2 separate regions of the Zea mays genome follow, and region 1 is linked to region 2. A link is a contact called in public Hi-C data. All regions are on one chromosome and are shown on one strand. The core of a region is the stretch at or near the end of the contact, and the rest is flanking DNA. Distances in the headings are between cores, read along the strand shown.

What was found. A called contact is a pair of places that touch in the nucleus more often than the background predicts.
Region 1: a contact with region 2 is called in a Hi-C map of root tip, with 6 times the contacts expected there. The contact joins the promoter of LOC100381582 here to the promoter of LOC542318 in region 2. A contact is called at or near these places in 11 of 25 Hi-C or Micro-C datasets (bundle sheath, ear, endosperm and 5 more).

The regions. Positions count from the first base shown.
Region 1 is chr4:43,719,536-43,725,909 of Zm-B73-REFERENCE-NAM-5.0, forward strand. LOC100381582 (RNA pseudouridine synthase 3 mitochondrial) reads right to left here and starts at 1,575. Exons shown (of 8, transcript NM_001412104.1): 1 at 878-1,575; 2 at 468-539; 3 at 219-387. The coding sequence starts at 359.
Region 2 is chr4:43,424,463-43,431,458 of Zm-B73-REFERENCE-NAM-5.0, forward strand. It overlaps LOC542318 (sugary 1), which reads left to right and starts at 5,466. Exons shown (of 18, transcript XM_008680135.3): 1 at 5,466-6,131; 2 at 6,379-6,564; 3 at 6,686-6,778. The coding sequence starts at 5,769. It overlaps LOC103655249 (wings apart-like protein 1), which reads left to right. Exons shown (of 7, transcript XM_020552041.3): 6 at 180-513; 7 at 774-1,544. The coding sequence ends at 1,123.

The DNA.
Region 1 (6,374 bases), core at 325-2,824, 290 kb after region 2:
GGTTTCAGGCCCGGTTTTCCTTAAAACTAGGTCAATTATATTCTTCTTAATTGAAAGACAGAGCTCCTGCCGTTACGTTCAAAAAAATGCTGATATACAGAGGCCTATTATCCACAGAAAATAGCATTTCTCTATTAATGTAGTCATGTAGATTATTGAATGTAGTCTATATATCGGCTATCGACATTAGCAATACAACCTACAAAGGAGAAAAATACCCTGTAGATGACTAGCCTCCTCAGGTACTCGATCTCATCTTTATTAGGATGCAGTGTGGCAGTCGGAATGGTCTCATAACGCTTCTTTATGTCACTCTCAGCCACTGAAACAGGAAGGTGAATCCTCATTCCAGGCTCCATAGCATCATTATGTTTTATCTGCAACCAACTGAGGACCATATTTACTTTATTCACAAAGTACAACAACAACATACAAAAAGAGTTATAGAGCAAATACTTCGCTGGCACCTTTTTCAGATGATGCTTCTGAGTTCGAATGCTGTCAGCTGAAACCTTGTGGTCATAGCACTCAGAAAAAACCTGAATAGCAAATAGTTTTTGTTTTATCTTAGATGCTCAACCAAAGATGCATACAGCTACAGGTTGTGCAAGCTGCTATGACATTAACTCAGTAAATTTATGTGTTCAACTGATGCTATGAAGACACTAAGGCATATGAAAGAGGCTCTGTTGCTATTATCAAACAAGAAAAAAGTTCTGATGCAAGTAACTGAAATGAGTAATTAAACTAGGATTGATAACATCAGTAGTTCAACAATTCATAATCAACACTAATTGGAAAAAAAATCTGACCATTCAAACAAAGCTCCGGCGGTTAGGAATGCCAGTCCAAAAAGGGGGCAGAAGCAGAGAGATACCATTCTCCTGTTGAAATGAGCCTGCACGGCCTCCTGCGGCACGTCGGCGAAATAGTGCTTCACCCAGCTCACTGCCGTCACGCGTCGCGGCGCCACCTTCCTTCCTGGGAGAGGGTCCTGCCCTGCGGGGAACGGCGGCAGTGAGAGCAACTGCCGCGGCCTCGGCCGGGGCTTGGGCGCCCCCAAGCGCGCGACGTTGTTGGCGTCGACGCGAACCACCACCGGGTCGGCAGGCGCAGGCGCAGGCGGTGCCAGCCGGGACAGCCGCCGCAGCGCCGTCGGCCACCGCCACAGCCCCGGACGGCGTCGGCCGCGGCACAGCATCCCGCAGGGCGTAGGCCACTAGTCGTCCGTATTGTTTCCAGTCGACCCGCGTGCCGCCGTTTTCAGGTTTGGTTGGAGGACTTCACCCTTCTCTCCGTTTCGACTGGTGGGCCGGGTCCGACCGGAGCATCTGCGGTGCCACCTTTATAACCGGTAGAGAGGGCGCCGTCGCCTCCTCTCATCCACGATCTCCATCGATCCAGCTTCCAATTGGAAATCAAACGAACAGTCACACGCACGGAGAGGCCAGTAGCCGGCGGTCAGATTTTGCGATGGCCACTGGGTTTGGCTTCCAATTTCCAGGGGCTGTCGTCGGAGGCGGCGTCGGTCGCTGAGGGCCCGATGAAGGTGTGCTGCACCAAAAGGAAGCCGTAGGTGGATGCGGCCACCAGGGGTGTGGATGTTCCGTCGGAGGAATTTGTCAAAACGGATCGCTCTATCTTGCCGCTCCACAAAATACACCGTTTCAAGTTTAACTCGTCAAAAACGGTCGCTTAAGCCTGCTCGTTCATCAAAACAAGTCGCGGATAATTTTGGCGGACCTGGCAGGTGGGCCCGTGAAGCGTTGTACCGATTATGCCCTTACGGCCTCACGCACGCTGTCGGAGAGGAAATTCTCCGGCCGGGTGGCGGAACGCACGCGCCCTAAATCCTAAGATGAGGAGTGGACTAAGGGTCTGTTTGGTTGGGCTGTGGCTGTAAAAAAAGTTGCTGTGGGCTGTGAGCTATGGAAAAAGCTGCTGTAGGCTGTAAGCTGTTAAAAAGCTAAAAACCGTTTGGTGTAAACCACTAAAAGTCGCTAAAAATTCTTCGATATATGTTTCACAGTTCCATCCGAAAAGCCACTAAAAGCAGGTCCAGGGGTGCTTTCAGATTTGCACTGCGAGAAAGTCGACTTTTAGAAAAAGCTGCTTCCTAGATCTAGCCCTTTGGTTGGCTTTTGGCTTTTAGGGGGCAAAAGCCAAAGCCAAAAGTCAAACCAAACACACCGTAAGCGTTTTGCCTGTCTATTGAAGGGTGGAAGAACACACGAGGACACGAGAGTTTAGAGTGGTTCAGGCCGCCGGAGCGTAATATCCTACTCCACTGTGTGTTGTATTGAGTCTGTGAGCTTGTATAAACTTGTGAGTCTGAGAGTCTGAGTGAATCTGTCTTGTAACGTCGTGTGCCTTCACTTTTATAGCTCAAGTGAGGCACATACAAGGATGCTGAGCCCCGACATGTGGGCCTAGGAACATAACAGAAGGAATATATTATAGGAGTAACTAACGCCTGTGCAATCTCCTGTGTGCCTCGATGTCCACAGTCCACGCAGTATTGGTATACGACGGCTGCTTCCTTGGTAACGCGCGAGTGATGATGAGCATAGTGCACGCAACAGTATGGGCGTACCGTCTGCCAATGGAATGGACAGGCACGCCGCCTGCGGAACGGACTGGTCGCCGCCTGCCGGCAGAATGGACATGTCTCATTAAATGCGGAGGCGGCACATCGCCTGTCAGCGGAATGGACAGGGCTCATTAAATGCAGAGACGGTACACCGCCTGCCAGTGGAATGGACAGGCGGCGCGCCTTATCCGCAATAAATGCAGAGGCCGCGTAGCCCGGAGGCCTTACGTCAGGCTCCGCCCGTTGGCTTACGTCACGTGCACCATGCCACGTGGCAGCATCGGGGCTCGGCCTGGGCGGGGAGCAGAAGCGTAAACGATAAGGTTCGGACACGTGTCGGCTCTGGACCCCCGCCTGGCCTTGATTAAGGCCTGGGCATTCTCTATCCCAGAATCCTGGGACCCTGCCGTGAGTGGCCCGGACCCCACATGGAGGGGTCCGGACCCCATCCTAAGGGTCCGGTTTGCGCCCGTGGGGTCCTGGACCTTACCCAGAGGCCCAATCTATATATACAGGGGTCCGACACTTTTCCTTGGGGGTCCGGACTCACTGTTGATACCTCGGAGTATATCATCTTCTCCGGCCACGTGGCGGCCCCGGAACCATCCACGTGGAGGGGTCGGGAGCTGTCGCTGGCCCAGAGTAGTCGCCCGAGGCTGGGACGAGCCATGGTCTGGTCCCACGCACAACTCCTTTACCACGCGACTAAAGATAGTCGCGTGGGTACTGCGTCTTCATACGGTAGTAAGGGGTACCCCTGTTTTAGGGTACTGACAGTGGCTCCCGGGTCCACCTCATGGGAGGATGTGAGCCTGCAGGTGGGGCCAATAGCCTGATTGGTGATTAGCGCGCCGCTTCCATGCGTCTGCTGACGTACTACCCGTCAACCCGCCTTCGGTCACGCCAACTACCATATTTGTCTCCGCAGCTGACTGACCCGCGGCCCCCACACCTGGTGGTTTCACCGGGCCACGCACGAGGCGCCTCGATACCGCTGCATTGGTTTAAAAAATCACCTTCTCTGTCTTCTGCCGCGGCCCCGAGGAAGCACACTACCGGCGCGTGCGGCGGTACGCTTTTTCTGCACCCGGGAACCGACACCCAAGGAGTATGACTCGTGGGCCCGGGCCCCCGTGTCATAGTCTGGGCTGTTGTTTCTTGCGGCGGAGATGAAGAGGCACGGTACCACGGGCGGCGGTTCACTTTTTCCGCACTCGAAGTCCAGCACTCCAGTTGTATGACTTGTGGGCCCGGGTCCCCGTGTCAGAGACTGGGTCGCCTGGGCGTCAGGTGTGCGTCGGTCGGGATTTCCTGTAGCGTCTTGGGGCGTGAGCGGGAGAGTCTACCTTGAAGAGGGATTCACCCCGCGTGCAGCAGTTACGCTTTCACATTCTCTCCCAATCGCTGCGCCCTTTCGCCTTCGAGCTCTCTACGCCTCTTTGCATTCACGCTCTTCTACTTTGTGTCGTCGTAGTCGCCATGGCTTCGCTAGTTCATCCCGAGCGTTTCCAGTCTGAGGGGGCGCTCAACCTGGTGCGCAACCTGCTCGGGTGGAGCGAGTCGGCGCTCGCCGGAAGGATCCGTGCCGGCGCCACTCCCCTCGGCGATCTCGCCGCCGGGGAGTTCGTGCTATTCGTCTCCTACCTCTCCTGCGGGTTGGTGCTGTCGATCTCGCCTTTCTTCCTGCTGCTGCTGGAGGAGCTCGGGCTCCAGCTTCAGCACCTCACGCCCCACTCCATCCTCCAGGCGGCCATCTTCGTCCACCTCCACGAGATGTTCATGGGGGTGGCCCCCTGTACCTCCCTCTTCCGCCATTTCTTCGTGTTGGTGAAGTCTGGGAAGGCTAAGGACCACCTTGGCGCCTACTACTTCCAGACAAGGTCGAACTCAGTCGTGTCCTACATCCCCACCCTTGGCGGCGCAAGGTGGGAAAACTGGCGCGGCGATTGGGTGATCGCCAGCGCCGAGGCTAACGACCGCCTCGTCCTGCCAAGCGACGGGCCAGCACTCGACCGGAAGCAATGGAGGGCCAAGCCATCCCTGGCGCCGGAGTTCCTGCCTGTGCTAGACAGGATCAAGAGCTTGGCTACGGGCGGCCTGACGTCGATGCACGTGGTCGGCGATTTCCTGAAGCGCCGGATCGCGCCGCTGCAACGGAGGGGGCACCTATGTTGCTAGTTCACCGGCCCAAACGACATCGACCGAATCCAGCGCGGGCTAGGAACCGACCTGTCCTGGGACGAGCTAGAAATCCTGGTGAAGGGGATTGCTGGTGAGTCCTTCGTTCCTGAGTCCCTGATCCTCCCCCAGGGCATTCCTACGCTCTACGACGACCCAGGGTTGAGGACGGCGATCTTGGCCACGTTGCCGACCCTCGACGAGAGCGGCGTGGCGGTTCGCCAGACCGGCGGCGGGGACCCTCACCACGGGATCCGGATCTTCGATCGCCGGCTGGAGGCCCCCAGCCTGCCGGCGTGGCTCCCAGCGCCCCCGCCGCGGTCCCCCGCCCCTTGGACAAGGGCAAAGGGGCTGCAAGCAGTTCCTCCACCCTAGGTGGCACCGGGGTGTCGGAGGAAGAGAGGCGACGCCGGTTGCGCCGCACCAACGGATCATTTGTCTCAGACCCCCCAGAAGCGTCAAAGGATTGCTGGTGGGGCCGAGGAGGCCGGCTCCTAGGCCCAGGGCGCGCAGAGGCGCGTCAGTCCGCCGCCGCCACCACCATCAGGTCCGCCGCCACCGCAACCACCACCACGGTCAGGTCCGCCGCCGCCACCACCACATGGGGGTAACCTTCCCCAAGGGCACCACCAGCAGCAACAACAGCAGCGGTCGCCCCGCTTCTAGGGTCGCTTTAAAGTCCAGGGCCCCAAGTAAGTGTAACCCCCTTTTCGTTAGTGTATTTGTCATGCCGACGGGTCTTAACCCATCCTTTGCTTGTCAGGGCTTCCTCCCCCTCTGCTCCCAAGGACGCGCCTTGAAGCGTCCCCAATCCTCTAGGACTCAAATGTGATGCAATTACTAGTCCCAGGAGGCTAGTAAACACATTTATACATCAGATAGTTCCAGATCTGCTTAAACGAGACAAAACTATAAAGGTGGCGATCAACTTTAATAGTTGGTCCACAACTCGGGACATATCATTAGAGTGGGGCTAAAGCAGCCCGATATACGTAGCGAAGCAAATCAGCGGTCCAACAGTTACATGCAAGGTTGAGAACAGTCGTAACTCTTACCCGATCTCCTTTTCTGAAAAACAACAAATAAGCAAGGGTGAGTACAAACGTACTCAGTAGCCCACCTTCACCCCCGGAATGGGGAAATCAGATATAATGCATGGAATATGTGGAGCTCAGGATATTTTGCAGAAACAACAATATTTTATGCAGGGTTGTTTTGTAAAACATTTTGTATTTTTCAAAGCGCATCCTCTCCCAAAGGAGCATGAAGTTTTTCAATATAGAATAAAATCCCCTGGACTAAACCATCCAGGTATCTTAACAGTTTCCCACTGGTTTTCATTTTCAAAAACAACTACTAGACTTCCCGTCCACCATAGCTCACGGCTCAACCGCCGGACCTTTTAAAAACCACTTTTCTCAAACACACCTCTTTTTTTTGAAAACAAAACACTAATTGTCATACCACACCAGACTCGTCCATTCCTGTGGACACAGACTATTCGAATAGGTTTGAACTCTGCGCAAAGGGGTACACTTTACCCACTAGTCCGGCTCTGCGATCCCATGGCCAATGAGATCCAAATCTGAATCTCTTTCTTCCCTCG
Region 2 (6,996 bases), core at 4,216-6,715:
TGGAGGCATTCGAATGATAACTCTAATGATATTTTTATATAGTGAATCTATGTAACTCTAACCTTACAGGCATACAAATGGTCAACCTTTAGAATTTGATTGATGGCACTAGATTGTGGAACTCAGGTAGTAATACTTCAATACGGGTTCTGCTTATTGTTTCCTTTGTTATTATTCAGGTCCAAGACAATAATTTGCTGTCTTCAGAAACTTGTGTCCATTTCCTCCTCAAATTGTTAAACCCTCCGGTGAATGTTGTTGATGCCAAAGCACCATCAATAGGTTCCAAACTTCTTGGAATCGGTAAATTTCAGATGCTTAACGGTTCCAATAAGGATGTGGACTCTTGTTCAGAGGACATACTTTCAAAAGTTGAAGAAATCCTCTTAAGCTGCAAAGAGATCAAACCAGCAGACAGGGATTATAAGAGAACAACAAGGCCGGAACTATGTTCAAAGTGGCTTGCTTTGTTGACAATGGAAAAGGCGTGCTTGTCTGTTGTTGCATTAGAGGGTAAATTCTCCAATCAAAATTTTGGATCATGATTCTTTAGGTCTGATTTTATTAGTCAAAGCAATAAAATCAAATAATAAGATAAGTAATATCTTACAGCATTACATGGATGATTTTCTCAGGTTATTATCTCACTTGTTATTGATTGTTGTCATATTTAGAACTTTGAGTATTTTTCTTACTTTTAATTTAATAAACCTAATTTAGTAGCAAGGTTTGCCATCACATCATCAGTCTGAAGTGCTATAACATTTTTACAGATACATCTGACAAGGTGTTAGAACTCGGAGGAAATTTCAAAGAAACATTAAGGCAGTTGGGTGGCCTTGATGATATTTTTAATGTCATGGTGAATTGCCATTCAGAACTGGAGGTAAGACCTTATTTGTGTGTATGTATGTTCTCTAACAGTTTATACAAAACTATTAAATTGGCATTATTTGTTATTTTGTTCTGCTATGGTAAAGGATGGTTAACTTTTGAGCCTTGTACAATTCATGCTCCAGTATACTTGGAGCTGCAATCTGATGAATATTATTTTGAGCAACATGAAAAACATGTTGCAAGACAAGGATATGTTGCAGTAATTGCTTTGGTTGAAATGTTTTAGATTTCAAATGTACTGTTGGGTTTGTGTTGGGTTTCAACTCTAGCCTACCCCAACTTGCTCGGGACTAAAAGACTTTGTTGTTGTTGTTCATGTACTCTTACTGTGATTACCAATACATTTTGAACTTTGGAGAAATGATGAAGTAATCCTTTGAAGGCCTTGAAATTTGAATTTCCCATCCCATATACTCCCAAGCTGATGATTATTAACAGTCCCATCAAATAGTGTCATCAATGGGGTGTTTGGTTCGAGGAATCACCTTATCCTTGATGGGGTGGTCCATCATCAGGTGATCCTATATGAATTTGGTGGGATGATCTCATTCTCCATACATATACTAATTGTGTGCATATGAGGAATGTGATGATGATAGATCACCCTATTCCAATACTTAAACCAAACATTAATTTGAGGTGTGAGATGATGATGGACCACCTCTTTACAAACCGAATAAAACATAGATGTCTTTTTGAGTTTTTGTTCTGTTCAGTATTTTCTTTTTTTATCTTTCTAGACATCTTGCTTGCACACTACCTCTTAATTAAGACCCACCCAAATATTTTTCTTTACCTGAAAAGAAAGAAACGCAGCATTCTGGAATATGTCTAGGCCTAGGGCTACTTTTTAGGCTAAAACAGCTATCATGCGAGAACGATTAACTAGAAGCTAGCAGGTGGTGTCTGGTCATGCTGTTGTAATTAGGGTAGTTGGGTTTGCTTCCAAACTGCAATAAGATTCCTTCCTAAGCATAGTTGTTTAGATTTTGACAGAATAAGTTTCCAAATTACAGGTTTGTTCAAATACTGCGTATTCAGAACAGGGGGTCTCTTTCTTTGAAATCTTACGTTTGCTACCTCTGTTATCTTCTTTTCATCCCTATAGTGCATACAATTAATATCAGACATGAAATAGTATAGTTAACCCAAATTTGTAAACACAACATTAAACATTTGAGTACATATAACATACACCACAAAAATTTGAAGGTTTGAGTCCAAATTTACACCAAATATTTTTATATAGCCAAATCTTCACTGATCAATATAGAGGAAGAGCTTAAAACAGTCATCTTCATCGTTCCTCCCCAATTTGATCTCCTAGGCAGATAAGCCTCACTCTGATCCTCATAATCTTCACAAAGTGGCAGATAGAGACATGTCTTCCATTGATGCTTGTGTGCCTACTTTACATGCTTGTATCCAAGAGTAGACATCCGTTGTCTCAAGGAATTTAATTATCTAACATTTGTTCTAACAGATGAAGTGCATGTCGTTAGAGTTGGTTGCATGTACTATATATGTGGACATGTGAGCACGTGTTAACTTGGTTTTTAATATTTACCTTCCCATCTTTGGACATGTGAGCATGGTATTGTAATGCAGTTCTTCAACGAATGGCCCACAATAGTGCTTGCCCTTTTGAACTCAGCCATATTCAAAATCATCACATGCTCACATATTCAGTAAGGAAAGCAATAGATTGACAATTAACTTATTTCGAAAACAGTGGATTGTGCTTCTTCAGTTCACCATCATATTCAATTTTGTGATTGTATGCTGCTGTTACATGGTATTGGTAAAAAATTCCTTCAAGTGTTCATGGTATTTTTAATTTAGCATTCATGGTTGAAAATGATAAGCTAATGCTTTGTAGCTCATACGTGAGCTGTAGTGTCGTCCTGCATTTAACAAATGTTAAGGACAATTTTAAGTGCAAAGTTACAATATTATCAACATTTTGCCATCATGTTTTTCTTCTCTTTGCATGTGAATTTTTTTGTTCAATAAGATACATGTATCCTTCACAACCGATATTGTTATGTGAGTGGTCTAAGTTTTTTAATCCTTCCAGTAGTAGCCATAACTTACAAATCTTCCACTGATGATTACAGAGGACCACGAAGGGCTTGCATATTGCACTGGATACTTCAGCTTGCAGCAGGTGTTGTGAAGAGTTTCAGTGCACTTCGTAGTTCATGGATCAAGAATTTCATTCTGGCTTTTGCGTCTTCGGTGTTCTCTTTCTATTTTGAGACGTTGTTTGTGTTGGGGCATGAGAAAATTTGTGTGTTTTTAAGGGCTTATGTGCTATTACTATTCTCTCTATGGTGTACGAATCTTTAAAGTGAATATGATCTTTGTATTGGTTTAGTTGTGTATTGGTTATTGATAAAATTTTTGTGAGATATTGAGGTTAAGATAATATGTATTGTTCGTTTTCGTGCAAGCATTGTGCACTAATATTTTATTTCTCTAAATTGCTTCAGTTGCTCTACCTGTTTTAGAGGATTCATCTTTAGATGGGTTGAATGTTGTCATAATACTTATCCATATGTAAGTAATGTAGAAATCATGCCACAACATATATCCTCGCAACATAAAAGATAAAATGGTTATATTTGTGAGTTAAAATAATTTTGATAGTCACAACTCATTGTCCCCTTATGACAGGCTTAGGATCTCCTTTTTATAATTTTCACCCTGCAATACAAAATTATTCTATGGAGGTCATGATACATCGTCATATATTGTATTACCAACTTAGGCTGAGATCTCTGATAAGAAAAAGTACCCACAACTGTACAAGATGGTTATAAAGCATATGATGCATGGACCGTGCGGGTTGCTAAATCCTAAATGCCCATGCACTAAGGGTCATCCTTCATGCAAACATACAAAAGACTTATCAATATCTCTACAAAGGAATATATTAGTGTACGATTGTCGATATATTGTTTGTTTTCATGTAATTGTTGTGCACTCGCGTTTTATTAATAATTTGTGAGTCGTCGCAAATCGTCGCAACGCAGAGACACCGAACTATCATATATATAGGTCTGCATGATATTGATGGTTGCAATGTAGTGGTAAAACAGGTAGATTAAAATAACAAAATGTATATGTATAGCCAGGATCACCAATGAATTACAAAATCTTTTTTCATAACAATATAACACATTTATATATAAGTTATCATGATATTAATATGTTCCCATTGCAACGCACGGGAACTAACCTAGTAATTAATTAATTTATTACCTCCTTTCGACGAACCAGCCGGCACCAAAAGATGGATCACCGTGCACGGAGCGTGCGTCCGTTGCGGGAAACGACGGGGATCTAGGCGACGCCGTGACGGTGATGCTCCCGTTCACGTTTCGCAGCTTTCGCTGCACCCCTTTGATTCACGGTGGCCCCACAGAAAAGCCCATGTCCACGGGGCCCACTCCCGGGTCCGGACACGCGCCGAGGGAGAGGGGCTCCCAGATTTTCTAGGGACTGCTACCTTCTTTTTTTAGATAAATAATAGACCAAAATCCGGTTTTACTATTTCGAGGGTAAGCGCAAATTCACATAACTTAAAAAAAAATCTAAAACATCTCACAAAACATAACAAAATTATAAGTCTAGAAGACTTAATAACTCCCCTACTCATCAGCGACTCAAACTCACTTTAAAAAACGGCTCATTACAACTCAATCCTATTTAAAAACCTCCAACCCTGATAAGCAAAAAACTGCGTGGCCACCAACTTCAGATAACGACAGATTTTAATTAAAAGATCAGCTGCTTCTTCACTTTTCTGTAGCTGCGTCTAGAGTCTGAGCCAATGAGTTCCTCCAAATAAAACCTGCAAATAAGTCAACATATGTACTTTGTTAAATATTAATTCATTTCTACTTATTCAAATAGCACAGCACATGCTGAGACACCATAATAATCAAATTCTTAGTATTTAGATCCATCTCATCAACCAACTCCAAAGATATGTTTGACAGTTCTTAGTATTTAGGGACTGCTGCCGAGTACGTTCCTTCAGATCCTCTTTGGTTCTTCCTTTTCTATTTTATTTATATTGTCACTTTACTAGACCATAGTAAGAGAGAATTCTCTTTTGTGTTAATTAACCACCCACACCGTACAAATTGAGCAAGCCTTTGTTATCTCCACATACATGTATATTAATATAAGATACATATATCTCGTTTTTAAAAGAAATATCGCATTGGTTTATTATTTTAAGACTAGTTTGTAAACTCTATTTTTCTGAGAAATTCCTATTTTTCAAGAGAAAATAAACTAATTTCTTTGAAAAAATGTAAAACTTTTGATAAAATAGGATTGTCAAACTAGACCTTATTATATGTATATGTATATGTATAAAGTATCACTGTGAAAGTATGAAAAAAGTTTAGTTCTTTTCTTTTGGTGAATATAAGAGTATAAATAATAAAAAGTGGAATAGTATAGTGCCTGAAAAGCGGCAACTAGATCGTGTTTGCCAGTACGCGGGCCCCACAGAAAAAGCCCACGTCCGCCTCCCGCTGCGAAAAAACGACACGGGCCGAGTGGACGACGGTGGCCGGACGCAGACGCAGACGCTTCCGGCTGTGAAAAAACGCACGCTCCGACCCCGCCGTCCGCCGATCCGAGGCTCCGGCCCCACTCTGTCAGCGTCACTGCGTGAGCGAGCGGGCGGCGTGCGTGATCCGGACCCGCCCCTCCTCACACCGTCGCGCACGGGAGCCAAGACGAGCCGCGCTCCGTCGCATCCACCTCGTCTCGTCACACACTCCACTCGAACGCACTACTTGATCGGCCAAAGCCAAACGAACTGGGCTCCCTCCCCTCCACTTCCTCTCCCCATGGCGCAGCAGCTCCCCTGCGTCTCGTCGCCGCGCCCGCTGCTCGCCGTGCCCGCGGGCCGGTGGCGCGCCGGCGTGCGGGGCCGGCCCAATGTGGCGGGACTGGGGCGGGGGCGGCTGTCTCTCCACGCCGCCGCCGCGCGGCCCGTGGCCGAGGCGGTGCAGGCGGAGGAGGACGACGACGACGACGACGAGGAGGTGGCCGAGGAGAGGTTCGCGCTGGGCGGCGCGTGCCGGGTGCTCGCGGGAATGCCCGCGCCGCTCGGCGCCACCGCGCTCCGCGGCGGTGTCAACTTCGCCGTCTACTCCAGCGGTGCCTCCGCCGCGTCGCTGTGCCTCTTCGCTCCCGGCGACCTCAAGGCGGTGAGCATCCCCCACCCCTAGTCTTTGATGAATGCAATTTCTGCAACGCGTGCTGCGATCCTTCTGTGTCGTTCTTCTTCTCTTTTGGAATTTGAATGGAAGGGAAGTCGGCTTCATAACTTACTCCTCTATTTCTCTCTCTCTCGAATAACTTGCTTCTCCGATGCTGTACGCTAATTTGTTTGGCTTCATAGCATACGCCGGTGCTGAAATGGACTGAGTTCTCTGTATTCCTGGTATGATGCAGGATAGGGTGACCGAGGAGGTGCCCCTCGATCCCCTGCTCAACCGAACGGGAAACGTGTGGCACGTGTTCATCCACGGGGACCAGCTGCACGGCATGCTCTACGGATACAGGTTCGATGGCGTGTTCGCCCCTGAGCGCGGACAGTACTACGATGTGTCCAACGTTGTGGTGGATCCATACGCTAAGGTGACGGGCTGTTGTCCTTTACTTTGGCTATGCGTGTGAGCTGTGACACACTCAGAAACTGATTGCTGGGTGCTTGCTCATGTTTTAGTTGTTTACTTCTTCTTGTTGTTGTTTTCTCTAGGCAGTGGTAAGCCGAGGTGAATATGGTGTGCCTGCGCCTGGTGGTAGTTGTTGGCCTCAAATGGCTGGTATGATCCCTCTTCCCTATAATAAGGTAAGCCAGAACTACTCTCGCTCACACTACCTTCCTGTTTGCTTTCATGCTGTATCCTTCTCTTCCAGTTTTATGTCCCCATGTCTGACTCACTCACGATTAAACAATAAAAAGAAACCACCGCATATATTTGGTCATTGATGATTTGAAAAGTCCGATGAACTAACTGAACAAAGCGCTAGAACTATCAACTGTAGGTTAGGATCATTGGTTCTGTT